Regions from separate parts of the Mus musculus genome. Here regions 2, 3, 4, 5 and 6 are each linked to region 1. A link is a contact called in public promoter capture Hi-C data. All regions are on one chromosome and are shown on one strand. Each heading gives the region's core, a stretch centred on a gene start, on an enhancer-like site or on the middle of the called end of the contact. The rest is flanking DNA. Distances are from core to core; before and after follow the strand shown. Region 1 holds the start of Ece2 (endothelin converting enzyme 2). Region 2 holds the start of Slc25a1 (solute carrier family 25 (mitochondrial carrier, citrate transporter), member 1). Region 3 holds the start of Vpreb2 (pre-B lymphocyte gene 2). Region 4 holds the start of Arvcf (armadillo repeat gene deleted in velocardiofacial syndrome). Region 5 holds the start of Gnb1l (guanine nucleotide binding protein (G protein), beta polypeptide 1-like). Region 6 holds the start of Tbx1 (T-box 1).

Evidence for each region. Promoter capture Hi-C pulls out the DNA fragments that hold promoters and counts their contacts.
Region 2: a promoter capture Hi-C map of pre-B cells shows a contact between it and region 1, with 4 times the contacts expected there. The contact joins the promoter of Slc25a1 here to the promoter of Ece2 in region 1.
Region 3: a contact with region 1 is called in a promoter capture Hi-C map of pre-B cells, with 6 times the contacts expected there. The contact joins the promoter of Vpreb2 here to the promoter of Ece2 in region 1. A contact is called at or near these places in 2 of 39 promoter capture datasets (liver and pre-B cells).
Region 4: a contact with region 1 is called in a promoter capture Hi-C map of hippocampal neurons, with 5 times the contacts expected there. The contact joins the promoter of Arvcf here to the promoter of Ece2 in region 1. A contact is called at or near these places in 1 of 39 promoter capture datasets (hippocampal neurons) and 1 of 115 datasets of contacts at active chromatin or transcription factors (astrocytes).
Region 5: a contact with region 1 is called in a promoter capture Hi-C map of pre-B cells, with 2.9 times the contacts expected there. The contact joins the promoter of Gnb1l here to the promoter of Ece2 in region 1.
Region 6: a contact with region 1 is called in a promoter capture Hi-C map of liver, with 5 times the contacts expected there. The contact joins the promoter of Tbx1 here to the promoter of Ece2 in region 1. A contact is called at or near these places in 5 of 39 promoter capture datasets (cranial neural crest, hippocampal neurons, liver and 1 more).

Annotation. Positions count from the first base shown.
Region 1 is chr16:20,627,815-20,631,976 of GRCm38.p6, forward strand. Ece2 (endothelin converting enzyme 2) reads left to right here and starts at 2,037. Exons shown (of 19, transcript NM_139293.2): 1 at 2,037-2,233; 2 at 2,538-2,624; 3 at 2,967-3,096; 4 at 3,283-3,498. The coding sequence starts at 2,195. It overlaps Eef1akmt4-ece2 (Eef1akmt4-Ece2 readthrough), which reads left to right. Exons shown (of 20, transcript NM_177941.1): 3 at 2,538-2,624; 4 at 2,967-3,096; 5 at 3,283-3,498.
Region 2 is chr16:17,926,067-17,930,228 of GRCm38.p6, forward strand. It overlaps Slc25a1 (solute carrier family 25 (mitochondrial carrier, citrate transporter), member 1), which reads right to left and starts at 2,153. Exons shown (of 9, transcript NM_153150.2): 1 at 1,920-2,153; 2 at 1,479-1,586; 3 at 1,301-1,400; 4 at 1,088-1,226; 5 at 590-674; 6 at 369-473; 7 at 123-238; 8 at 1-37. The coding sequence starts at 2,013.
Region 3 is chr16:17,978,647-17,982,808 of GRCm38.p6, forward strand. It overlaps Vpreb2 (pre-B lymphocyte gene 2), which reads left to right and starts at 1,919. Exons shown (of 2, transcript NM_016983.1): 1 at 1,919-1,964; 2 at 2,052-2,434. The coding sequence starts at 1,919. The coding sequence ends at 2,434.
Region 4 is chr16:18,346,131-18,350,292 of GRCm38.p6, forward strand. It overlaps Arvcf (armadillo repeat gene deleted in velocardiofacial syndrome), which reads left to right and starts at 2,052. Exons shown (of 18, transcript NM_001272029.1): 1 at 2,052-2,326. It also overlaps a transcript of Tango2 not described here.
Region 5 is chr16:18,496,998-18,501,159 of GRCm38.p6, forward strand. It overlaps Gnb1l (guanine nucleotide binding protein (G protein), beta polypeptide 1-like), which reads left to right and starts at 1,716. Exons shown (of 8, transcript NM_001081682.2): 1 at 1,716-1,854; 2 at 2,049-2,143.
Region 6 is chr16:18,585,123-18,589,284 of GRCm38.p6, forward strand. Tbx1 (T-box 1) reads right to left here and starts at 1,847. Exons shown (of 7, transcript NM_011532.2): 1 at 1,414-1,847; 2 at 1-14. The coding sequence starts at 1,817. Gm35369 (a long non-coding RNA gene) reads left to right here and starts at 3,677. Exons shown (of 4, transcript XR_384718.3): 1 at 3,677-4,162.

The sequences.
Region 1 (4,162 bases), core at 787-3,286:
TAATTTATTCTTTTTTGTTTTGTTTTTCGAGACAGGGTTTCTCTGTATAGCCCTGGCTGTCTTGGAACTCACTTTGTAGACCAGGCTGGCCTCGAAATTTAATTTATTCTTATTTTATGTGTACGGATGTTTTGCTTATGTGTGTCTGTGAATCATGTACAGTGCCTGCAGAGCCCAGTAGAAGGTGTTGGAGCCCCTAGAATTTGGATTACTGAAGGTTGTGAGCCTTTACGTGGCTGCTGGGAATTGAACTTAGGTCCTCTGGAATAGCGGCCAGTGTTCTTAACCATTGAGCCATCGATGCAGGCCCAAAATAAGTTTTTTTTTTTCCATTTTTTATTAGGTATTTAGCTCATTTACATTTCCAATGCTATACCAAAAGTCCCCCATACCCACCCACCCCCACTCCCCTACCCACCCACTCCCCCTTTTTGGCCCTGGCGTTCCCCTCCAAAATGAGTTTTTTAAGGTCCCAAATAATCTGGAGGTAGAATACCTATTAGCGGGTGCACGGCCCTTGGTTTAATACCCAGTATCTGGAGAAAACCAGATTGACTCACAATACACTCTTTATGTGCAGTTACTGTTCTTTTTAATTACGGAAACACAAGTTGAGCTAGATACCTTTTTTTTTTTTTTTTGCTGTTGTTTGTTTTGAGACAGGGTTTCTCTGTGTACCCTTGGGTCCTCTGAAACTCACTTTGTAGGCCAGGCTGGCCTTGAACTCAGAGATCCAACTGCCTCTGCCTCCCCAGTGCTAGAATTAAAGGAGTGTGCCACCACTGCCTAAATACTACTCTTATTTCCATTTTACAGATGGGGAAACTGAGTCTAAACCCAGAATTGTTCATCCTAACAGTGACACTGTGCTCTGTCTTGTTTGAGAACATGCAATTTGGGGATGGAACAGTTCCTAAGAAAGCAGTCTAGCACTTCTCAGCCAAATCCATTCATCTTGCATCGTTTCTCAGTCTCAAGAATAGCCCACGCTAGCACCACTTGCAATAAGATGTCTGAGAACTTAGGTGTGAATCAATAAATGAGTATCCATTGCCACTCACTACTTAAGGCTGCCTCAGATCACGGTTTGGTATTCTCCTGGTTAGGGAGAGGAAGAGGAGGCAATGCTTTGGTGTCCCCGTTCCCTCCGCAGCACTGTAAAAAACATGAGGCACTCCTTGGCGCAACAGACTGTAACACTCGCCTGCCTGTTTAAGGAATGACAATATGGAAGGCAGATGGTGATGCATGGATACCACACTGTTGCGTTTCAGTTAAATATTGCTTGGTGATTTTTTTTTTCCCTCTTGTAAACCTCCCAAATAAAATCGCTTGCCTTCCTGAGTTGGAAGTGTTAGCATGTCTTTTCTTTAAATATCTGTGCATGGCTGTTTTTTTCCCTGCCAATTTGTCACCATCTGTAACCCTCCCTTTATGAGATGATCCGATGACGGCAATTATCTTGGAGAGTGAAAGTGCCATCTTGAAGCAATGTGTAAGAGCGGCATTAGTGTGAGCTGTGTGTATAGTGCATGCTGCCGTAACACTTGGTATGTGCTTGTGTGTATCCCCAATGACAGTGGGCTTTTCTGTATATACATTGTGAAAATTCAGAATAGTTGCTTTAGAGTTTCTTTGTGCTTGGAGCCTTGTGCTGTTGTAGATATCCTATGGACACCTGTATAGAGGTGAACTGCCTGTGGTTTCCTGCTGTAAAAAAAAAAAAAAAAAAAAAAGACCCTGCAGACATTCTGCTAGGTAAAGGGGTTCCTCTCTGGGACATAACTCCTCTATGGTGTTTAAAAGTATTGAAGGCCTGAAATTTGGAAAGTCCGGGTTAAAAAAAAAAATTAGCAATGATTGGGCCTCAACCAAATGGAAGCAAATTATGGGTGGCTTGCCTGAGGGGCTCTCAGGCTTGATGGAGAGCAGCGGTTGCGCGGAACGTGGTCTGGGCGCGGATGCTGGCGGGGAGCCGCGCGCGCTCCGCCCCTCCCCCTCGCTCCCACCCCCGGGCGCGCCGCTGGGTCGGGGAGACCTGAGAAAGCCGGGCCGCCGCGGCCAAGCCAGGGGCTGCAGCAGTGACTGTGATGGAGGGCAGCGGCGGGGTTCAGCGGGTGGCCTGGGCCGTAGTTCCTGGGCGGGTCAACCTCGCCCAGCCCTAAGGCGCGGCCCGGCCTTGCTCCACTCCACCATGAACGTCGCGCTGCACGAGTTGGGTGGCGGAGGCAGTGTGAGTGATGGCCCTGGACTCCAGGGGAGAGGACCCGGGTGGAGAGGGCACAAAGTGTGGAGGGGCGGGTGTGAGTGAACTGGCAGCGTCTGGCTGGGACCCCGGCTTGCCTCGGTGATGGCGCTTCTTCTGCGGGTTGGAGAGGGATGGTGTCAGAGGGGACCCTAGTCTGAGAGTCTGACACCCGGGGAAGGTCCCTCTGTGCATGAAAGGAGGAAGCCGGTCCAGCGAGGGACACCCGAGCAGGGCCTTGGGCAGAAGGCCTAGCTGCCCAACCTCAGTTGGTGCTCCGAACTGTTTGCAGATGGTGGAGTACAAACGTGCTAAGCTTCGGGATGAAGAATCACCAGAGATTACAGTTGAAGGCAGGGCCACCCGGGACTCACTGGAGGTGGGCAAAGGGGTTCCCCTTTTCTCATCAGGCCTCACCTTTGGCATGATGCCTGCCTGCAGTAACCATGTGGCTGTTCTAGTGGGTCGCTTGTCCTGGTTTCCACTCCATCTCTGGCCTCTGCGCCAGGACTGTAGTGAGGCATTTCAAAGCCATGACGTTGCACAAAACAGGCTCCACCTGCCTCTTTGCTTTTGGGCCCGAAGTTAACCCCCACTCGCTATTTGCTCCATCACTCTGGAAACTGGCTGTACCTTCTTCATATCTTTATTTTCTGGGAGGACTTCTGCGATATTGGGTCCTTGCGATGCAACTCAATTGCGCCTGTCCTGTGTTCCCCAGGTGGGATTCCAGAAGAGGACAAGACAACTGTTTGGTTCACACACACAGTTGGAGCTGGTCTTGGCAGGCCTCATTCTAGTGTTGGCTGCCCTTCTTTTGGGCTGCCTCGTGGCTCTGTGGGTCCACAGAGGTAGGTGGGTTCACACCTGTTGGCAGCCCTCACAGCTAAGGGGGGCCAAAACCTGAAAGTCCTCTCAATATTTTTCTTTTTGGGGCTAGCCTTTCCAACTTCCTGCTGTCATCGGCTTCTCAAAAGGTTTTGCTTCTTCCACCCCGATTGATAGTCTCCTGCCTTCTGCCATGTCTCTTGCCACAGACCCAGCCCATAGCACCTGCGTCACAGAAGCCTGCATTCGAGTAGCTGGAAAAATCCTGGAGTCTCTAGACCGTGGGGTGAGCCCCTGTCAGGACTTTTACCAGTTCTCCTGTGGAGGCTGGATTCGAAGAAACCCTCTACCCAATGGACGTTCTCGCTGGAACACCTTCAACAGCCTCTGGGACCAGAACCAGGCCATACTGAAGCACCTACTTGGTGAGTGAAGACTGTCAATCGAAAGCTTCCTGTCTGACACATGGTCCAGCACTTAGTAGGTACTCAATAAATATTCACAAGTTCAGAATTAGGTGGGTCATTCTGTGAAGCTCTTGAGGGAGGGTATGCAGAGAGCAGGAAAGCTTAGTAACTGGAGGTGGGCTAGATGGGGCAGAATAACAGGGGCTCCTTTGAGGGTATCCACAGACAGGAGGGAAAGCCACAATTTGCTCTTTCCGTCTCCCTGAGTGGTGTGCACCTTTAACCCCAGCACAGGAGGTAGAGACAGATGGATCGCTATGAATTCTAAGCCAGCCTAGTCTATAGAGTGAGTTTTATGACCAGGCTACACAGTGAGGCCCTGTTTCAAAATCCCCAAACTCAGCCAGGAGGCAGAAATAGGTCAATCTCTATGAGTTTGAGGCTAGCCTGGTTTAAATAGTAAGTTCCAGGCCAACCCCAGGCTATACAGTGAGACTTCTTCTGAAAGGGGTTGGGAGAAGAACCTGGGGGTTTTTTTTGGTTTTGGTTTTGTTTTTGTTTTTATTTTTGTTTTTGTTTTTCGAGACAGGGTTTCTTTATATAGCCCTGGCTGTCCTGGAACTCACTTTGTAGACCAGGCTGGCCTCAAACTCAGAAATCAGCCTGCCTCTGCCTCCCAAGT
Region 2 (4,162 bases), core at 903-3,402, 2.7 Mb before region 1:
AGTCCAGGGTGTTCCGGTATTTGTGTGCCTCCAGGCCCTGCAGGACACCGCAGGGCAGAGTCCTTAGACACTAGCCTCTGGCTAGTGCTCATATCCCTACTCTCTCAGCCTCCCATCCATACCTGCATCCTGGTCTTGATCACATCCAAAGGTGTGTTTCCAAAGACACTGGCTGCACCCGCAGTAGCTCCAAAGACCCCCGTGATCAGTGGGTTCATAGGTTTGTTGTGGTTGTCTCCTGGATGGAGTAAGTTGCAGTCAGAATACTGGGAAGATTAAGTCAGAGGGGAGCTTTGGAGGCTAGGAAAAACCTGGGGTAGGGTGTGCCTGCCCTTCCAGGAATAAGCTGCCCTCAGGGTTTGGTGTACCTTGGTACCAGTTGCGTAGGGAGGTCATGACAAAGAATCGGATGGCTTGGTTTGAGCCCTGCTTCAGTACAGTCGCAGTAAGGCCTTGGTATGTTCCCTTTAGCCCTTGGGACAGGCAGACAGGAGTCAAGCTGGAGCCTTCCAGGCCCTGCCTGCAGTCAAGGGGGAGCCACTCAAGTAGATGCTGTCCCACTTAGCAGGTCTCCATTCTCCAGGCTTACCTTGTTCCCGAATAATCTCTCTAACCCCGTGGAAAAATCCTCGGTACTTGGGGTTGGAGGAAGTCTGGTCATGGATGAACTTCACCTAAAAGGAAGGAAGCAATGGCCCTGGTTCCTGGCCACATCTGCACTTTATCTGGCAGACCCAGACCTTACCAACGTTAGGCCAAAGCTGGGGACTCCCAGCTCTTCTGCAGGAAATCCCTAGGCTGTTCTTGAGTTCCATTACACATAGGCCCCAAGACCTCAGAGGGTTTCCCCAGCGTTACATTTGCTATTTCCTAGACTTTGAATAGTGAGTTATGCTTTGAAGACTTCGCTCATGCTTTTATTACGCATGAGCCGCCACAGGAGACCCTTTCTGCCACCATTTACCACGAACCTGGTGCATATGTGTGGGGACCCTTCCCACCTTGACAGCCTCCATGGGGGCACATGCCATTAAAACCTGGGAGCCCGAAGATACCCTGGCTACCCCTGAAAGGCTCAATCCCTCACCTTGATGGTCTCCATAGGGCACACGACTACCACTGCTTCTGCCACGCCGGCACCCAGACCGCACAATAGTCCTCTCCTGCTGTCGAGCCTACCTTGGGCATCCCGCATGTGGTTGCTGAGGAACTCGAACATCCCAAACCTAATGAAGAAGACATGTGAGGGGGCCCGCTGCGGCCACTCCCTCCGGGTCGTTTCAACAGAGCAGAGTCTCACCTGACAGCCGCCTTGGGGATGGAGCCGTAGAGCAAGGAGCTGAGGCCGCGGTACAGGCCCAGGACGCCATGGCTGCGGACAGTTTGCCGCACGCAGTCTCCTACGGGAGGCGCGGTCAAGACCCTAGCTCCTCTGCTCCGCAGTGTCCCCCTAGCCACCCCCGGGAGTCCCTCCTTACCGATGCCCCGGTACCGCGGTGGGTTCGCTCGTTCATCTAGCTGCAGCTGCGTCTTCACGTATTCGGTCGGGAAGGTGATGCAGATTTCGATGCCTCCAGCCAGGCCGCCTGTGGGGACCAAATGCCTGGGGCTAGGGACACCCTTGCCCGGTGGACCCAGCCGCTACCGCTGCCACCGCTGCCGCCGCCGCGCGGCCCCTCCCCCGCCCGGACTTTGCCCGCGTCGCTGCCAGCGTCCCGACGATGCCCACGCCCCCACCCGGTGGTCTCCGCCTGGAGTGCCCAAGAGACTCTGAGCGACAGCAGACGAGTGGACTTAGGGGTCCCGGGTCGCAACCCCGACACCTCCGCCCCTCCGGAAGTTGGGCGGGGCCTGGGCGTCCCCGGCCCACCCGGAAGCGCTGTCGGACAGGCTCTGAGTTGGGGTTCCGAGTGACCCACCTGCTAGGATTGCCTTCCCGGGGTGCGTCAGTTTGGGCTTCCCGGACCCCGGCGCGGCGGCCGACAGAGCGCGGGGCCCGCGAGGCGCAGCCATAGCGGGCAGGAGGAGAGGCGCCCGGCGTCGACCTCGGGTCCGAGCCTCCGGCGCGGGGTTCTCGGGAAGCAGCGGAGCCGGAGGCTACTGAGACCACGACCAATTCTGGTCCGGGAGGCGGGGTGGTCACGTCAGCTCCCGGGCTCCGCCCCGCGTGGCCTGAGCTGAGCCCCGCCCACGCCACGCCCCGTGCCAGCCGGGAAACTGAGGCTTGGGCGGGATGCACTGGGGCACGCGTCGGGGCGGAGAGCTGAGAGCAGCCAATGGCCGGTGCTGGATTCCGGGGAGACGGAGAACCCCGCCGGAGGCGTGGTCTCCGGACAGCAACGCTAAGCCAAGGCGGGTAGCAGTGGGTCAAGGTGCAGTTTAGAGACACGTGCGTCTGGAGCGCGCCTTGGGGTTAAGGTGGGCCTCGAGATCCTGGGGGCGATGTAGGGACACATCCACCCCGGTGCGTGAATTCAGTCTTCTGAATTATTGTAATAACAGAGCTTGGCCTTCGTGCACCCTCCCGGGCAGTGCGATGATCACTCTGCCCTTCCCGGATTCGTCCGGAAACAGAATTTTCCTAGGCAGGTTCCCCCGACAAATGCAGGTTTCCCTTCCTTTCAGTTTCTAGCGAATCTTTGAAGGGCCTATTAAGTTGGCCTTTGTCCCGCCTACCCACACAATCACCAGGCAGAGCTGCTTTGCTCTGATAAACATGTTTTAATATTTATGGTCGGCAGGAGGCTCAAAGTCTTGAGAAGTCTTTGTTGCCACACATATCCTCAAAGCCGCCTGGAGGGGGCAGCCCTAGCCGGCTTGGGGTGAAGCTCCCAGGAGTCTTTGCAGACCTTTGGAGGCCTAAGGGTCCACCTCCCTGCTGTCTGAAAGGAAGCAGTCGCTGGGGGTGGTCAGTGATCTCCCCCAGCTCTGGGTTGGCTCAGAAGCTATCACAGGGCTTTAGCTAAAACAGAGTGCCCAGATATTGTACCTCCCAGTTGGAGTCCTTTGTGATTCCTTTCCCAGAAAAGGTTAAATGGGTTGAGGGTTGGGTGTGGACACATTACCCAGTATAAACAAAAGCACTCAAAGGAGGCTCCTTGTAGGCAGGCGCTGTAGAGTATTAATAGGGTAAGCCTGTAGGATAGCAGAGGAGAGCCTATAGCTAGTCTGGCTTCTGCTGGTTTTTTTTGGGGGGGGGGTCGGGTTGGGGGATTGTGGGTTGTAGTACTTGTACTGAATGCCATTGTGTGGTCGAGGGGCAGAAGGAACAGGATCAATTCCACTCATCAGAGCCTAAGGCACTGGGCCAGCAGATGTCTGGAGGCAAGGAGTATGGGGATGGCAGTTGGGGGCCAGTGGGAGGTTGGCCAGGCTAGAGGTGCAGCTGGAACACCCCCCCCCCCACACACACACACAACTGGACTCTTAGCTCAGGTAACAACAGCTGGTGAAGGCCAGCTGGCATCCTGTCCTCCTCTCCCACCAGTGTTAGTACTCACTACACCCAGTATATTCAGGATACAACAGCCTCTGAGGGCTTGTTCCATGCAATCCTGGGTGGGCTTTCAATTCAACGCCCTTTCTAGCACACGTGAGAAGGAACTCTCCCAGAGCCTGGTGGGTCACAGCAGCAGTCCACAGCTGGGCATGGAGGTAAGAAAAATGCTGGCTGTGCTAGTGTTTCTAGACACATGACTGCCACACTTGGTCACAACTGGGATCCTTCCCACCTCTACCTACCCATCTGGCACCAGGGCCCAGTGCCATGGATGGCCTTTGTCCCTCTCTACTTCAGGGTGCCAACTGCCAAACACTAGCACACATTAGAGTAAAAGCACAGCCCTCATGTGCTCTCCACATGTCCCTCTTGTTGCTCAGTCTCTCTCAGGCCCTGGGTTTGTCTGTCAGCAAGAGATGAGAGCACATGGTCTGGAGCTCCAGCTAACCATAGAGGGAAGGGCATGAAGACAGGATCCTCCAGGAGAATTAAAGCTGAGGGCATGCATGCTGGCATCTCTGAAGTCTGGGTGGAACCTGAGTTCTCTAGTGCTTTACCCATGGATCTCACTGCCAAGAGAGACTCAGGTCACACTCCATCTTCATTATATTGGCCTGTGCATATGGCTACCCATAGGCTAACACATCTTAGGGGAAAGAGAAG
Region 3 (4,162 bases), core at 669-3,168, 2.6 Mb before region 1:
CCACCACATTTCTTTTCTGAGAATCATCAGGACCAGAAATCTCTAATTCTGTCAGCAGTGAGAGGGAACCACAGGTGGAGGAGGAGGTCTGGTTGTAGTGTTGACATTCACAAGCAGGACCATCTTCAGCTCTGATCCTGAAGTTCTTTGTGGGAGCCAGGCAGTACTAGTACCTTTTACAAACACAAGCCAAACTCATGGATGGACTAGTGGAACAGAGATGAGTGAATGACTGAGTGAATGACTGACCATAGTTTTTCTCTCATTCTGGAACTGAGTATCCATGGTTCATTCTATGCCTCAAAGCATGTGTGAGAAGGTAGGAGCAACAGGTCAGGCATGGTTACAACCATGACTGGACAAGGCTATTCAAAGTGCCCTGTGTCTGCAGAGGTCTTCCTACTCTTCTTTGGTGCTGATGATATTGGTCTGTGAGAATGCAGGTAGAATAGATTCCAGCCTTGGCCCAGACATAGGTTCATTTATTCAGGTGGACCCCATCATGTGTGACTGGCAGACAAGATGACTCAGTGTTATTTGGTACATGAGGAGTCACATAGGCAGCAGAAGGGTTCAAGGGTAGGGAAACTCCAGCTTTTTGTAGGAGAATGAGCATGTGGGAGAGGCTCTTGGGGACACTCTGGAGTCACTTTGGCTATGGTTTGAATATGTGTCTTCTAACATTCACAGGCTGAAATAGGAACCCTCAGGGTGATGGGGAGAGGGCAGGGCCTTTGAGGATTGTAAGTCTTTATAAGAGGGCTCCACATAGCTCCGTTTCCCTTGTCATGTGAGGTCAGAAACAGGTGCAGCCTCCGGAAGCCAGAAAACAAGGCTTCAGCAGGAGCTGAAGATGATCCGAAAGACGAAGGAGAGAATGATCTGGAGCCCTGAACTTGGACTTTGCAACTTTGAGATGTGTAAAAGATAAGCTTCTGTTGTTTATTTGATACCTGATGGATAACATCTTATTACTGTAGCCAACACAGAGTAGGATATTTCTGTATCCATTTTCTAAGGCTGCAGGGGATAAGGTTCTGCATGCTAAATGGTTTAAACAACAGAAATTAACTCTCTTCTATCTCTGAAGGTGGGAAGTCTAAAGTCAGGGTGTCAGCAGGTTCTTCCTAAGCTTTCCAGAGAAAGGACCTGACACAGGATGTCTCAGCACAGAGATGGAGACCTTCTCCTGACCTCCCTCAGCCACAGCATCTTTACAACTTTTCTGTTTTCAGGTCCCGCCCCCCATCTCATTTAAGCTTAATTATTTCTAATAGCTCCTAAATGCACATATAGGTCCACTGGAGAAAATGGCTTCACTGTAAGATGGAGATACAGTTTAGTTTGTCGTAGACACATGTGCAGTGAGCTGAGTGTGGGAAGGCAGGAAGCTAGGCCCCCTGCTATTTTCTCTTTTTTAAGCCACTTTGTTCTTGGTGGGGAAGATTCAGGTTGCAGGCTCTTCTGGAGCTCAGAAGGAATCAGAGCGTTCTCCTCTTTCTGAGACCCCAAATTTCCTGCTGTATGAAGACATGGTTTTTATTAACCTCTCATTCCATTCACCAGGCATTTAAATGTGAACTACAGATCTGCTTCTGTGGGGCTCAGCCTCTCAGGGGGAGTTGAGGTCACTCTCCCTCAGGGAGATGAGCCCACAGTCCTGGGTTCTGGCCCATGACTTTCCAGCAGGTGCTTCCTCCCAGAATGCTTCCCTGGGTCAAACCCAGAGCCACAAAGGCTTCCATTAGACCATTCTGGTAAGTGACAGAGTTACAGAGCCCAGAAAACCTGGGAGGGTGGTGAGCAGGAACCAGGGGTGCAGTGACCCTCTCCCCAAAGCAGGAAGGAAAGTGCTTCCCAGCTGGTCAGGTCCCAGGAGCAGTGGCTGTAGGGGGCAGGGTGCTGCAGGTCTGGAGCCATGGCCTGGACGTCTGTCCTGCTCATGCTGCTGGCCCACCTCACAGGTAAGGGAACTCTTGGGGTCCAGGGCTTCCTTGCTCCTCCTGTGGCCTTGCTCTGCCCCAGTGATGGACATGCTTCTATCTTCTCAGGTTGTGGCCCTCAGCCCATGGTGCATCAGCCACCATCAGCATCTTCTTCCCTTGGAGCCACCATCCGCCTCTCCTGTACCCTGAGCAACGACCATAACATTGGCATTTACAGCATTTACTGGTACCAGCAGAGGCCGGGCCACCCTCCCAGGTTCCTGCTGAGATACTTCTCACACTCAGACAAGCACCAGGGTCCCGATATCCCACCTCGCTTCTCCGGGTCCAAAGATACGGCCAGGAACCTGGGGTATCTGAGCATCTCTGAACTGCAGCCTGAGGACGAGGCTGTGTATTACTGCGCTGTGGGGCTCCGGAGCCACGAAAAGAAGAGAATGGAGAGAGAGTGGGAAGGAGAAAAGTCGTATACAGATTTGGGATCTTAGGCTCTGGAGACATTCAGACCCTGAACTGAAGACAGAGCTTGCTTTGCTCGGCTAGTCTGGTATGGGAAGGAGGGGTAGAATGTGGGGCTTTGCAGAGCCTAGAAGATGGAGTTATGCAGCTTTTCCTTGTTCTGCGGTGTTGCTATGAGCCCCCATCGGAGGCTGGATCGTAGAATTAAAGCTGTTTTTACTGAGTTTGGTCTGGCTGGTTTGTGATCTCAGAACCAGTTAAAGAGCTGGCTAGGTCAAAGGTCATGCTCAGTTTGGCCAGGTACCCATCTCTGAGGCAGAACATTTGTCTGAACCCTATTGTTATGATCACGGGGCAAATGGATGATAAAAGCATCTTGGAGGGGGACCTTCTTGCAAAGGACGGGGTCTCCTGTTGTCATCTCCACAGTTACCGAGCAAAGGAGCCCAGCAAATGCCATCCCTGAGCCTCTACTTTGGGGGAGAGCAGGTGCCAAGTGACAGGTGTGGAGCAGGTTCCCCTCATTGTTACTAGTGATGGTTTGGGATGGACAGACCTTTGTCATGTGCAATGTAGGTGTGGCCTCTGCTCCCTGATGCAGTACACAGCACATGCTCTCCAATGTGAGCCATTCCCCAGATGGCTCCAGAATAGCCATGAAGGCCCCAGGGTTATCAAGATGCATCTACCTTCTCTGCAGAGGAATGATGGGCTAGCCAGCATTTCCCCAAAGGCCGGGTGTTACCAGCCTTGGCTTTGTGGACCATCCTGACTGTGTTGAAATATCCAGTTCTATCTTTAGAGCAAAGAAGCAGCCATAGATGATGCTTTAAGCTAACTTAAAGAGAGAGGCCGGAGCCGGGCATGGTGGCACACGCCTTTAATCCCAGCACTCGGGAGGCAGAGGCAGGTGGATTTCTGAGTTCGAGGCCAACCTGTTCTACAAAGTGAGTTCCATGACAGCCAGGGCTATACAGAGAAACCCTGTCTCAAAAAACAAACAAACAAACAACAAACAAAACAAGAGAGAGAGGGGGGGGCAGGCAGGGCAGAATGTGGTCCTTACCACAGAAGGCCAACCTTGCTTGGGAGGTGTGGGTTAGAATGGTGCCCATGTCCAGTCTGCCACCACAGGGCTAGGGGGGAAGGGAATTCAGAGAGAGGGCAAGAGAGGAAGGCAAGAGTAAGAGAGTAAGGGGGCAAGCATCCCCTTTAATAGTGGGCCAGGCCTACCTGGCTGTTGCCAGGTAACTGTGGGGGTGGAGAATACCAGGGACTTGGGGTATTGCCCTACATGACTGATGGCCACAGAATGGAGCTCAGGCCTTGTGTCAGGAGCCTGGTGTCTGGGGGCATGGCAAATGACCTTCTGTCCCTTGCAGGAACCTGCTGGGTCTCTGGGGTTTAAACCTAGATTGACCAGAAAGCAGGCTGCCTTTCACAGTCCCACAGGGAGGAGTGCACAGCTCCTGCCTGGGTTCCAGAGACGCTTGGGGGTCTCATCAAGGGCCTTTACAGCTTTTCTTTCTTTCTTTCTTTCTTTCTTCCTTCCTTCCTTCCTTCCTTCCTTCCTTCCTTCCTTCCTTCCTTTCTCTCTTTCTCTTTCTTTCTTTCTTTCTTTCTTTCTTTCTTTCTTTCTTTCTTTCTTTCTTAAAGATTTTATTTATTTATTTTATATATATGATGAGTACACTGTAGCTGTCTTCAGACACACACCAGAAGAGGGCATCAGATCCCATTACAGATGGCTGTGAGCC
Region 4 (4,162 bases), core at 802-3,301, 2.3 Mb before region 1:
CCAACTAGTTAGGAAGTTCTTCCTGACAAACACTTCCTCTCTGTGGCTTTCCCCAGCACTATCCCTACAGAAATGGCCAGCAGCTGGATGGATAAGGAGGATGGGGGGGGGGGAGTGGGGGGGGGAGTGGGGGGGGGGGAGACAGACAGAGCAAGAAACACACACACAGTGAGAGAGAGAGAGACAGAGACAGAGAGAAAGACAGAGAGACAAACAGAGAGACAGAGAGGCAGAGAGAAGGGGGGAGATATTCATTATTGGCCCTGGTAAGGAGACTGTAAGATAGCAGCCCTGAAACCTATCTGAGCTGTCTCTATCCACCCTGATTTCCTCTATGCAGCTGATGATCAGGCTCTAAAGCAGCCAGGTCTCTAAAAGGGGACATTCCTACACTGGGAGGCTATGTCTCCCTTTTGCCCTCTTCTAGCAGAGAAAAACCTGTTCAGCCTCTGTCCCATCAGCAAGTATGGGGAAGTGGTATGATCCAGAGCTATGGGGTCTTCAAGAGAGGTGCTCCAGGATGAGTACGGGCCAGGGTAGAGCTGGATTGACTAAATCCACTTCTAACTGAGGAAAGAGAGTCCCCACCACACAGCAACTTAACCAGAAAGACAGCTGTAGTTAGTAGAGAGCTGTAGTTACAGCTTTACCTAGAGAGAGCTACCTTCTTGGAAGACTCTGCTTTCTTAGAGTTGCTCACTCTGCCTTGCCAGAGCTGCAACAATATCTCAATACCAGGATGCCAAATGGTGTTCATTTCAAGTAGCAATACCAACGGATTAGTAGCAACTGCCTTGACTCTGAAAAGCTCCTGGTATCAATTTGTATTGTAGGCGACCCAGAAGTGAGCTCCTGCTCCAGGCATTTACTTTCTTTGTCTTCACCAAGCAACCCTTATTGGGTGAGCACACTGGACTCAGCATAGGTGGGTGAAATATGACCATCTGGGTAGACCCCCTACACACACAAACGCACACACACACACACACCCTGGCCTCCATTAGCACTATCTGTAAGGGGCCTTGGGAAACACCGACAGCCCAGAAGAGTTGCTCATTTCCAGTGCACTCAGGATAAGAGGCTTCTGAGCAAGCACAGGCCAGATTCATTTCCACAGTCTGCACTTCCATCTCCTGTTTATGTTACAGCATCCCCCGTGGGTCCCCTCCACTGCCTTATGTCACTGCAGAGATGTGTTTGGTGTGCTTTACCTAGTAGGGAAATATGTGTTTATCTTTTCAGGCAGTGGATAAAGCTCCTTGATATTTCTCCAAGACTCAAAGCAGGGCAGAGGAAATCGGGACACCAGGGTGTAGTGGGGAAGAGATAAACACATAATTCCCCTTTCCCGGGAAGAGGACGCTTTTCATTGCCCCGGGGAAAGAGCAGTCTCATGCAGCTGTAGGGAGTGCCCAAAGGCTCTGTAAATACAGGCTTCATAGAAGAAAAAAAGCTCTAGTTTTTCTAGAGTCTGCTTTTGCCCTCAAAATCACTGCAACCATCCCCACTTTGTACCAGCCTAGCTGACCTTGTTCGTCCTTGCTGCAGGGGTTATGGGGACAGTGAGAGAGCCCCCAAGGCTGGAAGTCCAACGACTGGGTTCACGCCCTGGTTGCCTAAAGCCTCAATTTTCTATCTGTAAAATGGGATTTATCTTTACACTTGCGGAGTGTAAGATAAATACCATTCTATGCCAATAGAAAGGAATCGACGCTCAATGTCCGGTTAACAGCAGGATACCTGGGAACTTGGGGTGGAGATGGAGACAACGCTGCTGGAATCCGGGAGTGACCGCCTGCCCTGCAAGTTCCAGCTCAGGGCCTACTATCCCCAGAACTCCTCTGAAGATGGCCGGGAGGGGGCAACTCCGAGCCTCCTGCAGCTGCTGCAGCCACAGCATTCCGGGCAGGTGTCAGGGCCTGCTCTGCTAGGGGGCCGACCTGGGCTAAGACTGACAATACCAGGAACCCAACAGCAAGCCGCAATCTCTGCACATCCATCCAATCGGTGCGGGTTGCGGGGCGCGTCTCTCTACCAATGGGAAAATTCGCAGTTGGATGGGGCGGGGCGGAGGCCTCGTCTCCGGCCAGGTCCGCTTTGCGCACGGGCAGCGGGAGGGGTAGGAGGGCTAGCCTGCTTGCTGGCTGCTCCAGTAGGGGAGGAGGAGTGTTCCCCCCCTCACCTCCTCACAAGCACAAGTTGTGGCCCCGGGAGCCACTTTCGGTGCTGGGCGCTGGAGAGGCCGCTCCCCGCGCACCGGGGGACCTGGGGACGCCTGTCTTGGGGGCGGAGGCCGCGCTGCGGAGCCGCCCACGCCGCGCGCCAGGTGAGCTCGGCCGGGTGGGCGGGGTCCGGCTGTGGGCCTGGGGCTGGACACTCGGGCCCCGGCCAGGATTAGGGGTAGGTCCTGGGGGAGCGAGCTGGTATAGTGTCTAGACTGAGATGCGGACTAAGATAGGGACAGGGTCCTGGGCTCGGACTTTAGGTCTGGGTGGGGCTCGGAAGCTGGTTCTTCTGCTCACCCGCGCTCTAGCACACGACGGGTCCCCAGAGACCCGGGTGGTTGGGGGCGGGTCCCTTTGTGCATGACCTCAGGGCTCTGTCCAACCTGGCTACGGCGCCGGCTTCAGCCTCCGGGCTGTTCAGCCTCCGGGATGAACTGGACCCAGCTCCCACAGCTTTGCCCTCCGCGAGCCACTGCAGAGCCTGCAAGCAGGGACCCGACGGCTATGGAAACTTTACCAGGACTCGGGCGGCGAGGCTGGGGAACTTCCCGGGGTGGTACGGCTGTTGGTGAGCGCAGGGTCTTGGCGATGCCAAGGGAATGTCCCTACGCAGCGACGATGCTCCTAAGGCCTCACAAAAGAGAGAGGAGGCGCTGCTGGGAATCCCTTGTCTGGTGTCCCTGCTTGAATCTCCTCCCTAGATACCCCTACATTCCTCAGTGGGACACCAGCCCTGGAGAATATGCAAGTCTGGAGTTGCTCTGCTTCAGGAGGCCTGGATACCATGGCTTTCCCCTTTTAATTTTTAAATAATTAAATGCTACTTATATTCAATATTTAACTATTTGTTTCAGTGTCAGGTATCAGTGTCTAAGGTACTAGGGGACTGTCTCTGAGGATTCAGACATTTAGAAATGATGGAAAAGAAAGAAAATGCTTCTGTTTGTGTTAACTCTTAGGCTAGACTCTTAATGTGGGCTAACAATCCGAAATGCAAAACACATGCTTACTTTTATAAAGCTAAGGGATGGAGCCATACCCAAATTGTCTTTGGGAATATCTTTTCCCTAAGTAGGACCAGCTATGCATTGAGTGCCTGTAATTCCACACTGGGATCCCCAGTCCTTCTACCTCTCTTTTGGTCCAGGACCCGGGTAGTCTATCCAGAGCAAGTGTTGCCTGCTTTGGGGAGTGTCTCAGGATCTTGAGGATATACCAGGATGTTGAAGTTGGTCCCTGTGTTCTGAGGTTAAGTTTGCTTCAGAAACAGGTGGTCTAGAGAGATATTAGCTATCTGAAAAGGCCTGAACCTACAAGTTTGTGTCATCTGAGGTATTTGATGCTTCTTGTTGTCTATGACCACTTTCCATTTGGGGTCAGGCAGGAAAAACTTGGCATGATGACAGAGGTGCTTCCGAGCACGGCCAAGCCAGTGCCCACTTGGGGCCTCTTAGATGTGCCATCCTCAGCACTTGTCTGCACAGACGCTGGTGACCAAGGCTCTCCCATGTCCCAGCTGCTACACTCCTCCCCGCTCAGTCTGTGCTCTGTGGCTCCCGACATTCATTCTCTCCCTCCCCTCCCCTTCCAGGTCGCCTTTTCTTGTCCCAGGCACCCTCTGCATGGCTTCCACAGGAGCAGGGCGACGACGTACCCCATCCTTCTTTGTGCAGCACAGGGGTTCAGGCTGAGCTCCCTTCACACCACAGGAGCCTGGAGCTCCAACACATGCCTAGCTGGAAAGCCAGGGCTCTGCTCCTTCTTGGCTGGTTGTCAGGATGCACAGTTGGGGAGGAGGTAGAGATTTCTTGAGCTCTGAGGGAGATCTGAGGGCCACGTAGTCATGGGATAGTGACACCTAGACCCAGAAGGGCACTGGTAGATGGAAATGGTTTTGCAGGGCAGTCCAGACATGAGCTGTGTCCACGTGTATGAAC
Region 5 (4,162 bases), core at 466-2,965, 2.1 Mb before region 1:
CAAAGTGAGGTCCAGGACAGCCAGGGCTATACAGAGAAACCCTGTCTCGAAAAACAAAACAAAACAAAAAAAAAAACCAATGTTTATTTTTATATGGATGAGTGCTTCTGCATGCATGTAATATGTGAGCTCTGTATGTGCTTAGTGACCGGAAACTAGAAAAAAATCATACATTGGAAGTGGAGTTATGGATATTTGTGAGCCACAGTGTAGGTGCTGGCAAACAGACTGAGGTTCTACGCAGGAGCCGTCAGTGCCTTCTCTCCAGTCTCTCAGTCAGCACTTAAAAAGAAGGCAATTCAGGTACATACTACAGCATGGATGAACCCTGAAAATATATGAAATTAAATACATTCACAAATGGACATTTCATGAGCACCAATTACATGGGGTACACAGTCAAATTCAGACTGCAAATGGTGGGAGCTCAGGGTTTGGAGACGAGGAGTCAGTGCTTAATGGATAGTTTCTAGTGTGATGAAATAGTTTTGGATATGGTGGCAATAGTTGCACAGCCTCGAGAATACATTTATTAATATTACTACTGAACTGTATGCTTTACAATGGTTACTATGTTAACTTTTGTCGTGGACATTTGAGGTGATGCCCTAAAATAAAACCCAAAAGGTGGCCGGGCGTGGCGCACACCTTTAATCCCAGCATTTGGGAGGCAGAGGCAGGTGGATTTCTGAGTTCGAGGGCAGCCTGGTCTAAAAAGTGAGTTCCAGGACAACCAAGGCTACACAGAGAAACCCTGTCTCGAAAAACCAAAAAAAAAAAAAAAAAACAAGAAAACCCCCAAAAGGCAGTTTGGAAAAAGGCCGACAGTTGGGTAGTCTTTTGCACAAGCCTGCTGTTCACTATTAACTGGCTAAAGCTGCTTGGGCCTGAGGGTGATTGGAATTCACAGAAACAACCCTTCCCTTAAGGGAGGAAGTTTAAATTATCAGGTCAATTAGAAAAGATACAACTGAAAAAAAAAAAAAAAAAGCTAAGTTTCATTCACACTTCAAGGAGGTGTTTCCTGGCTGGGTGCCACTTTTATTGCTTTTGGCCCGAGCTACTGAAAGGCCCACAGACCCTTGGAAGGTACAATGTGATCTTTGATTCCCCTTTCAAGGATCAAAGCCAGTGCGTTTGGGTGTAAATGCAGATAACATTTCAGAGATCTTTCATGAAAGGAGTCATCAGAGCAGGGAAAACAGGGAGGTGGTGTGTCATGTGTGTGCTTGCTTTCAGATGGGATGCAGCAAAGCCTTCTGTTCGTGGTCCAAGACCCATCTAAACACATGTCCTGGTTGTGGGATGGATGACACTACAAGAACACAGAGGAGCTACAGGGACAAGCCATGCATATGCATGTGAGGGGCACACAGGCTCATTTCCTGGCCTCTCTAAAGTGACAGTGCTGCGTAGCGCGCTAGCTTGCTTGCCTGTAGCTGCTAGGCATTGAAGAGGAGGGACAAAACACACACAAAAAGACAGACACTTGCCACTCAGAGAGAAATACTCCCCAGGCCCGAAGGCTCAGCAGCCACTCAGTACCGGAGGCCTGATGACGCCCTTAGCCTTTAGACCCAAGCCGGCTCTGGGTAGTCCTCCAGGACTCACAACGCATGAGAACCGCCCCCTGCCTGCTCCAGTGGGACCCAGGACCACCCAGCACCTGCGCACCGGGCCTCTCCACTTAGTACGGTGCGCGCGCTCCCATCAGCCTCCGCGCTGGCGCGCTGGCGCGGTGTGACCCTCTGCGAGATGGAGGCCTCGCTGTTTACGGCGCAGGCGCGGTGGGCCGAACGTGCGCGCGCAGCCCCGCGGGAAGGCTAACTTGGGGCGTGCGGAGCGCCAGAGCCGGTACGTCGGGGGTGGCCGCGCACGCCGAGGGGGCGTGGCCGACGAGGTGGCAGCAAGACCCTCGGGTCCGGTTGCGTTAGGCTCGGATCTTCGCGGCGGGGTCTGTGTGGAGGCGTGAGGTGGGGAGCCGGCGTAGGGGCCCTGTCTTGAAGAGTCCCGTCCCCGCTCACCTGATCTCGCTCTTCCCTTTGCAGGTGGCGGTGGGATCCTGCCCTCGGAAGAAGCCCCTCTGCCTGGTGTTCTCCAGCGGAGCCTCTGATCCTGGCGGCCCCTCCTGGCGCAGTCCTAGGTAGGTGGACTTAGTTGTCCCGGAGCTTAAGAGCTGAATGTCCTGCATGGCGTTTCTGGCGGGCGGGCGGTGCAGGTAGTCTGTCCTCCACTCACATGGTGGCTTTGGGCATGTTCTGTTCCCGGGTCTCCTGGGTCTCGGGAGCAGAGAACTTCGGAGGAAGAGTACCGTGCGCCGCGGCCCTGCGTCTTCTTCTAGATTGTTGTCCAGCCCGGGAAAAGGAACGAAATTACCTAGTGCCAGGCAGGGAAGGCGGAGAGAAGCGAGAGAATTCAACAGACAGGCATGCTGAGGGCATGAGACCTCAGCATGGGATGGATGATCATGAAGCTCAAAAAGCTAGTGACTATCTCAGTAAGGAAGCAGCAGAAGTTGACTGCTCGCGCAGGGGTAGGGGCTCTTTTCCTAGGTTGTCAGGGGCACTCAGGTAGGCAGATAAAATCTAAGGTTCGAAGTTGGGGCAAGAGGTCTTGGTGGCACATGGGCTCTGGGCATGCAACATGGTGTTTGTGGGCAGCCTAACTTTGGGGAGTGGGGCCTGGCTTGTGGGAATTACTCACTGAGAGACTGGGTCTGGCTGATAATTATGGTGGGAATCCCAGGTCAAGGGCTGGGCTTTCAGGTGTGAGTCAAGGGTCTACCAGAGATGTTCTGAAATGCTTGGGTGGTAGAAGTAGGTACTGGGGGTGCTGACAGCTGAGTGTTACAAGCCAGTTGGGAGGTGCTGGTGAAAGATGAACCTTGCTATGCCTTTTTGGAGAAACTGACTCTGGATTTGGGGTAAACACATGGAAAGCCAGGTGTGAAGGCATGTGCAGAACTTGGTGCTCCTAGGAGAGAGTTGCGGAGAATTGGGCTAGGTGTATAGGGATGAAGAGAGTTGAGAGGAGCTCTCCAAGTGGTGGGCTTCCCTCCCTAGAGAGATTGGAGCAGAGTGTGAGAGTCCAGGTGGGTTCCTTGTCCTCCTTCCTTGCCTGGCCTCTGGTGACCATAGCTTGGAATACAGATAGATCCAACCACAGAAGGCACTTTCCAGGCTCAGCCTGTGTGCTGGAGGTCACAGGAGGAGGCCTCCAAGTGGAATCAGAATTTCACTTGTGGAGGTGAGGGTGCTTGGCTATTGACTGGGATGAAGACGAGGGACAGGTGCTCAGGATTGGGTAGCTTTGCCTGCAGGTGGTCTCTCTGGAAATGCTGGGAGCAGGAGGAGACAGATAAGCAAGACAGTTTTGTAATGCCTCTGTCTGCCAGGTGTGCCTGGTGCTGTGTGTGCAGGGGTGTTTTGGTGTGCTCTGTTCTTATTAGTTTACAGTGCTGAGGCAGCCAGAGCCCACTCACTCCACTCTGAAGTAGTAGAAGGGTAGTCCGTAACCTTCAAAGTGATCTGTGGCTAAGCTCGTCTCTGCAGCCAGGTTCTGTTCCTCTACTATCATTTACTAGTTGGTGTGTGACTGCATACACATCACTTTGCCGTTCTTCTTGCCAATGATAATAGTACCCAATTTGTGGGTGGTGTGTGGTCAGCATTCAGTACAAATGGGACAAATGACAGTTGCTGCTGTCATTGCCCCAAAATTCCCTGATGTTCTGATCTGGATTGACAACATCTGTCATTACACCTTGGAAGTTGTAGGCAGCATTTGTCTTATTTCCAAACTCCAGGGCCAGCCTCTGGTCCCTCCCCCAATTCAGAGCAGTTAGTCGGGTCCCTTAGGGTTTTCTGCCCGCTGCCTCCTCCTGCCAGTCAGAGGTGATGGTTGAGCCTGGTCCCTGCTCTTCCTTACCTTGTTTTTGGACAGATTTCCTTGGATGATGGCCTGCATCTGACAGTCCCTCGACTCTCACTGCCTCAGCTCCCCTGGTCCTCGACATTTACCTGGAATGGCATTCTGCCACACCCTGCCCAGCTGCTTCTTGGCCTATTGTGCTGTGCCTGCCTCTTCTGTCCACACCAGGTCTTCTATGGGCCCGTCCTTCCTTCGCTCCTGGCAGGCTTCGTGGCAGGTACCATTGGCAGAG
Region 6 (4,162 bases), core at 597-3,096, 2.0 Mb before region 1:
TGGGGAACATTCGTCTGGGGATGGGGTAGGGAGGTCAGGTCCCTCAGGTAGGGGAGTACAGGAACACTCTCCACTTTAACTTCTCTGGCCAGGCAGCCCCTAGCTCAGCCCTTCCTTCAGGTCTCTCTTTAAGCTGCTTTCTTGGCTCTCTAATCTCAAGTAGGCCCTTATCCAACCCTGGGCAAGGCAGCAATAGGTCAGGCCTCAGGTCCCTTTCTGAAACACAGAAATGGCTAACCAGGTGCCCAGCTGCAGAATTCCAACGCCTGTTCTGACTTCTTTGCTTACACAAACAGCCTTGCCCCAGGAATTCTGGAACTTTCTGGACCTTGCCTCAGCCAGCAGCAGGATAACTAAGATATGGGCCCCGGGACTTGTCTCCCCTTCTCAGAGCCTCCCTGGCTTCGTCCAACAAAGTGAAAGAATTCCCGGGTCCAACAAAGTGAAACCGGTGCAGTAGTGATCCCAAACATCCTCCCCCCAAGTCACACGGACACCCCAGCACTCCAGCCTTCAACTCTCAAGACCTGGCCAGAGCCTCCCCAAGAACCTGTTTGCAAAAGGCTCAGCGTATGTTTTCCTATTTCCTCCCTCTCCTCTAAATCCCTCCAGTGACATTCACGGCCCTCGTTTGCCTGCCCGGACCAGAAGGCCAAGCCGCTGTTGTCTTCAGGAGGCTGTGTTGGGTGGTATGGACAGCTAAAGAGCCTGGAGAAAATCCACAGAGCAGCAGCTAAGGACAGGCCTAAGTTCCCCAGGGAGGGCTGCACAGCAGGGAAACAGAAACCTCGAGAAGGCTTTGCAAACAGGCCCTGAGCCTCCTTGGCCACGGAGCTGGTGTGTACATTAGACACAACCCAGCACCCGCCTTTGTCTACTGGTCAAATCGGGAGCATCTGCAATTGTTCCTTTTTCCCTCTCGGCCCTGAAAACAAATAACCAGGCACTGGCACGGATACCCTGCCAGGCTTGTGAAGAACCGGGCCCACAAGCGGCCAAAATTGAGGCCCAGGAAAACCAGGTCTCGAGTTCCCGGAAAATGAGCGCAATGGCTTTTAAGGGTCTTAACTCTTTCCTAAAATTATCCATACACCTAGGGGATGTTTGCTCTTTGGATTGCCCTACATACTGAACGAAACCCACGCGGGAGTTTCCTAGGTGGCAGCTGCCTAACCGCCGCAGTCGGGCGCACATTCGGCCCAAAGATTTCCCTCGAATTCGAAGAGTCCCAGGACTCGCGGTTGGCGCTCCGCGGGTTGTCGCTGGAGCCGGGTCAGCAGAGAGGCCAGAAGGACTCGCAGGTGGCCCCGCTGCACCTTCATCCGCTTTTCAGCCGGGCTCCTGCGCATCCCTGACACGCAGTCAGAGGCACAGAACGCACGTGGACAGGGGCGCGGGGAAGGGGCGCCTGACCTGCCTGCCTTGGTGACGATCATCTCGGTGCCCAGCTGATTGAACTCGTCCCACAGCGCCTTCATCTCCAGCTGCACGCTCACGCTGGCCACCTTCGGGTTCTTCTTCACCGGAGCCTTGACCGCAGCCGCGCGGCTAGCCCCCGGACCCTCGGACTCCGCCGCCGAGCTGCCAGCCGCCCCGGGGGCGGGCGCGAAAGGATAGGCGCGCGGCGGCGGCGGGCCCGGGGCACCGGGGACTGCAGCGCACGGATCGTAGCGCGGTGGCGGCGGCTCGCGAGGGCCGAACGGGTCGGCGCCAGGCGACGGGGATCCCAGGCCGCTCAGACTGCTGGCTGCGAAGGCTGCAACGTCGCAGAAGTGCGAGAGCTGCGTGAGCCACGGACTAGACACGGCGGAGATCATGACCCGAAGGCCACCCGCCGCTGATCAGAGCGCCGTCCCGCGCGGCGGGCCGAGTGGCGGGCGCTGCGCCGCACGCGCCCCGGGCCGCACCGCCCCACCCCGCGGGCCGGCCCCGCGGAGCCGCCCCGCCCCGCCCCGCCCCGCCGAGACAATAGCCCGTGCCCCTCCCCCCGCCCCTCCCCCGCCGAGGCTCCGCGGGCCCGGGCCCCCCGACCGCTCCGACCGGCTCCGGGGACGACGGGCCGGTGCGCGGCCCTCCCCGCCGCCAGCGCGCTCTGGCTTTTCTTCTGTGCCAGACGCTCCCCAAGTTCTTCTTCCTCTACCTTTTGTGTCCCTGGTTTCAACTTCTCACATTCTGTCTCCTTTCTCTCGCTCCAGCTTCTTCTTAAACCCCCTGCCTCTCTCTTTTCTCGGTGTCACTCTCTCCAATTTCAAATTTTCATGTCTTCCCTTCCGTCTAACTTCTTCCTCTTATTTTTGTGTGTTCTCTACTATTCGTCTTTGCCCTTTCAATCGTAAATGAATCTTCAGCCTTTCTCTTGTTCTTTAATGAAGTTACATTTCTGTCTCAAGCTATCCTATCCTTCATTTTCTCTTTCGTTATCTTTATTTCCTTTGCGTGTATCTGCCTTTCTCACCTTTGTCATATTTTCTGTTTTCTCCTTTTTTTTCCCCTCTTGGCTGCTCTCATTGATTTGTATTTTTGGTTTTTGTTGTTGTTGTTGTTGTTTGTTTGTTTGTTTTTGTTCCCCCGCCCCCTCCTTTTACTGCGTTCCCTGACTCTTCTCTAACCATCTTTGCTTCTTCCAGCTCAAAGGCGCCCCTTCTTCAGACTTCAGAAGACTGCTCAATCCCAGAAGTTGGAGTCCTAGGATGGTGGGTGGACTGACTTTGGGGAATGCCGCCCTTTCTTCCTGTCCCAGAGTCCCAGCTTCAAGGTTGGAGCCCACCCGGCCTAGAGCTCCTTCCCACCCGCTGGGCCGCAGGGCCTCACAGCAGGGGACTGGCGGGCGGCCTGACAGTATAGACGCGGACAGAAGGGCTCACCTTCCATGTCCCTGGTGACTGTGCTGAAGTGCATCCCGGCTGGGGATCCTGGTAGCCGGCGAAGTTTCGCCCGGTCCGAGGGCCTGGGGCCCCGGTGGGCGGTGCCCTCCGAGGCCTCGGCTGCAACAAGAGAGGCGATGCTGAACGCGCTGGCCCGGGCAGACAGCGGGCTCCGCGCGTCCATAGGCGCCCGGGCCTGACCGGCGCCGCCTCCGACTGCGTACGCCCAGCCGCACCGCGCCCAGCCCAGCGCAGGGGGCCCGGGGGCGGGGGCCTGTGGTGCCACTCACAGCCGCCGGTCCAGGGCCCAAGGGATTATGGCGTCATGAGACCCCCCCCATTTTCAGCCAATATTAGCCCAGGAGTCCGAACATTTGGAGCACCCTGGAAATTCAGGGCCCTCCTGCCTTGTAAGCTCTCTGTCCCTGGTCTCTCCTCCCGGGGCCCTGTGTGACCAACGCCCCTTGAACATCCTGCAGCTTTTGCGGAGGTTGGGCGTCCCCTCTATTCGGCGAAGCCACCACCAGAGTCTACAGCCCCAAGAAGAAGCTTCTATGTCTCGAACACTCAGTCCCAATGTGAGATGGCAGGGCATTGGCGAGGCACTGAGATGCTGCCTGAGTCTAGCCCTGCCCTTGCTTGGCCCCACCTGCCTCCACCTCCTCCCCGGCGGCCCCTGCACCTGGGTAAGAGAGCTCCGGCTCTCGCACAGGCCACAGGCAGATAGCCCCAGGGCTTGCGGAGTCCTTCGTCCCTCCGTGCCGCAGAGCTGGACCTCACCAGCAATTGCCCCTACAGGCCCTTTGGGTCAGCTTGCTTTCGTGGTGGGGAAGCGAGCCGTGGGACGCCGCCCAGGCCGCACAAGACCTGGAGCCCGAGCGTCACGCGCACCCCGCGCGCACCGCCCGCCTCTGGCCAGGACGCTTTTACATCCGGAGGGTGGGCAGTGCCCGCTCCTCCGACCTCCCTGCGCACCAGCGGGGCGCAGGGAGGACCGGGGGCGGGGCCTGACCGGCCGAGGGAGCTGAGGACACGTCGGAGAAATTCAGACCGCATGGTGGGGTGCTGTCCCCTCTCCACCCTGCAGCCAGCCTGCCCACACGAAAGGCCTAACTGCTAAGGTGCAGGACCAGGCCTCAGCGTTCGGGCCTCAAGACATGATTACATCAATGCCCCACTTCTCTGGTACCTTCTCTTCGCCTACTATCTCGGGGGCCTCTCTGACCCGTTCAGTATGCCTATGCCCTTTGTGCACAGGATATGAAGCCTAGAACCTCCTAGATTCTACTAGACAAGGC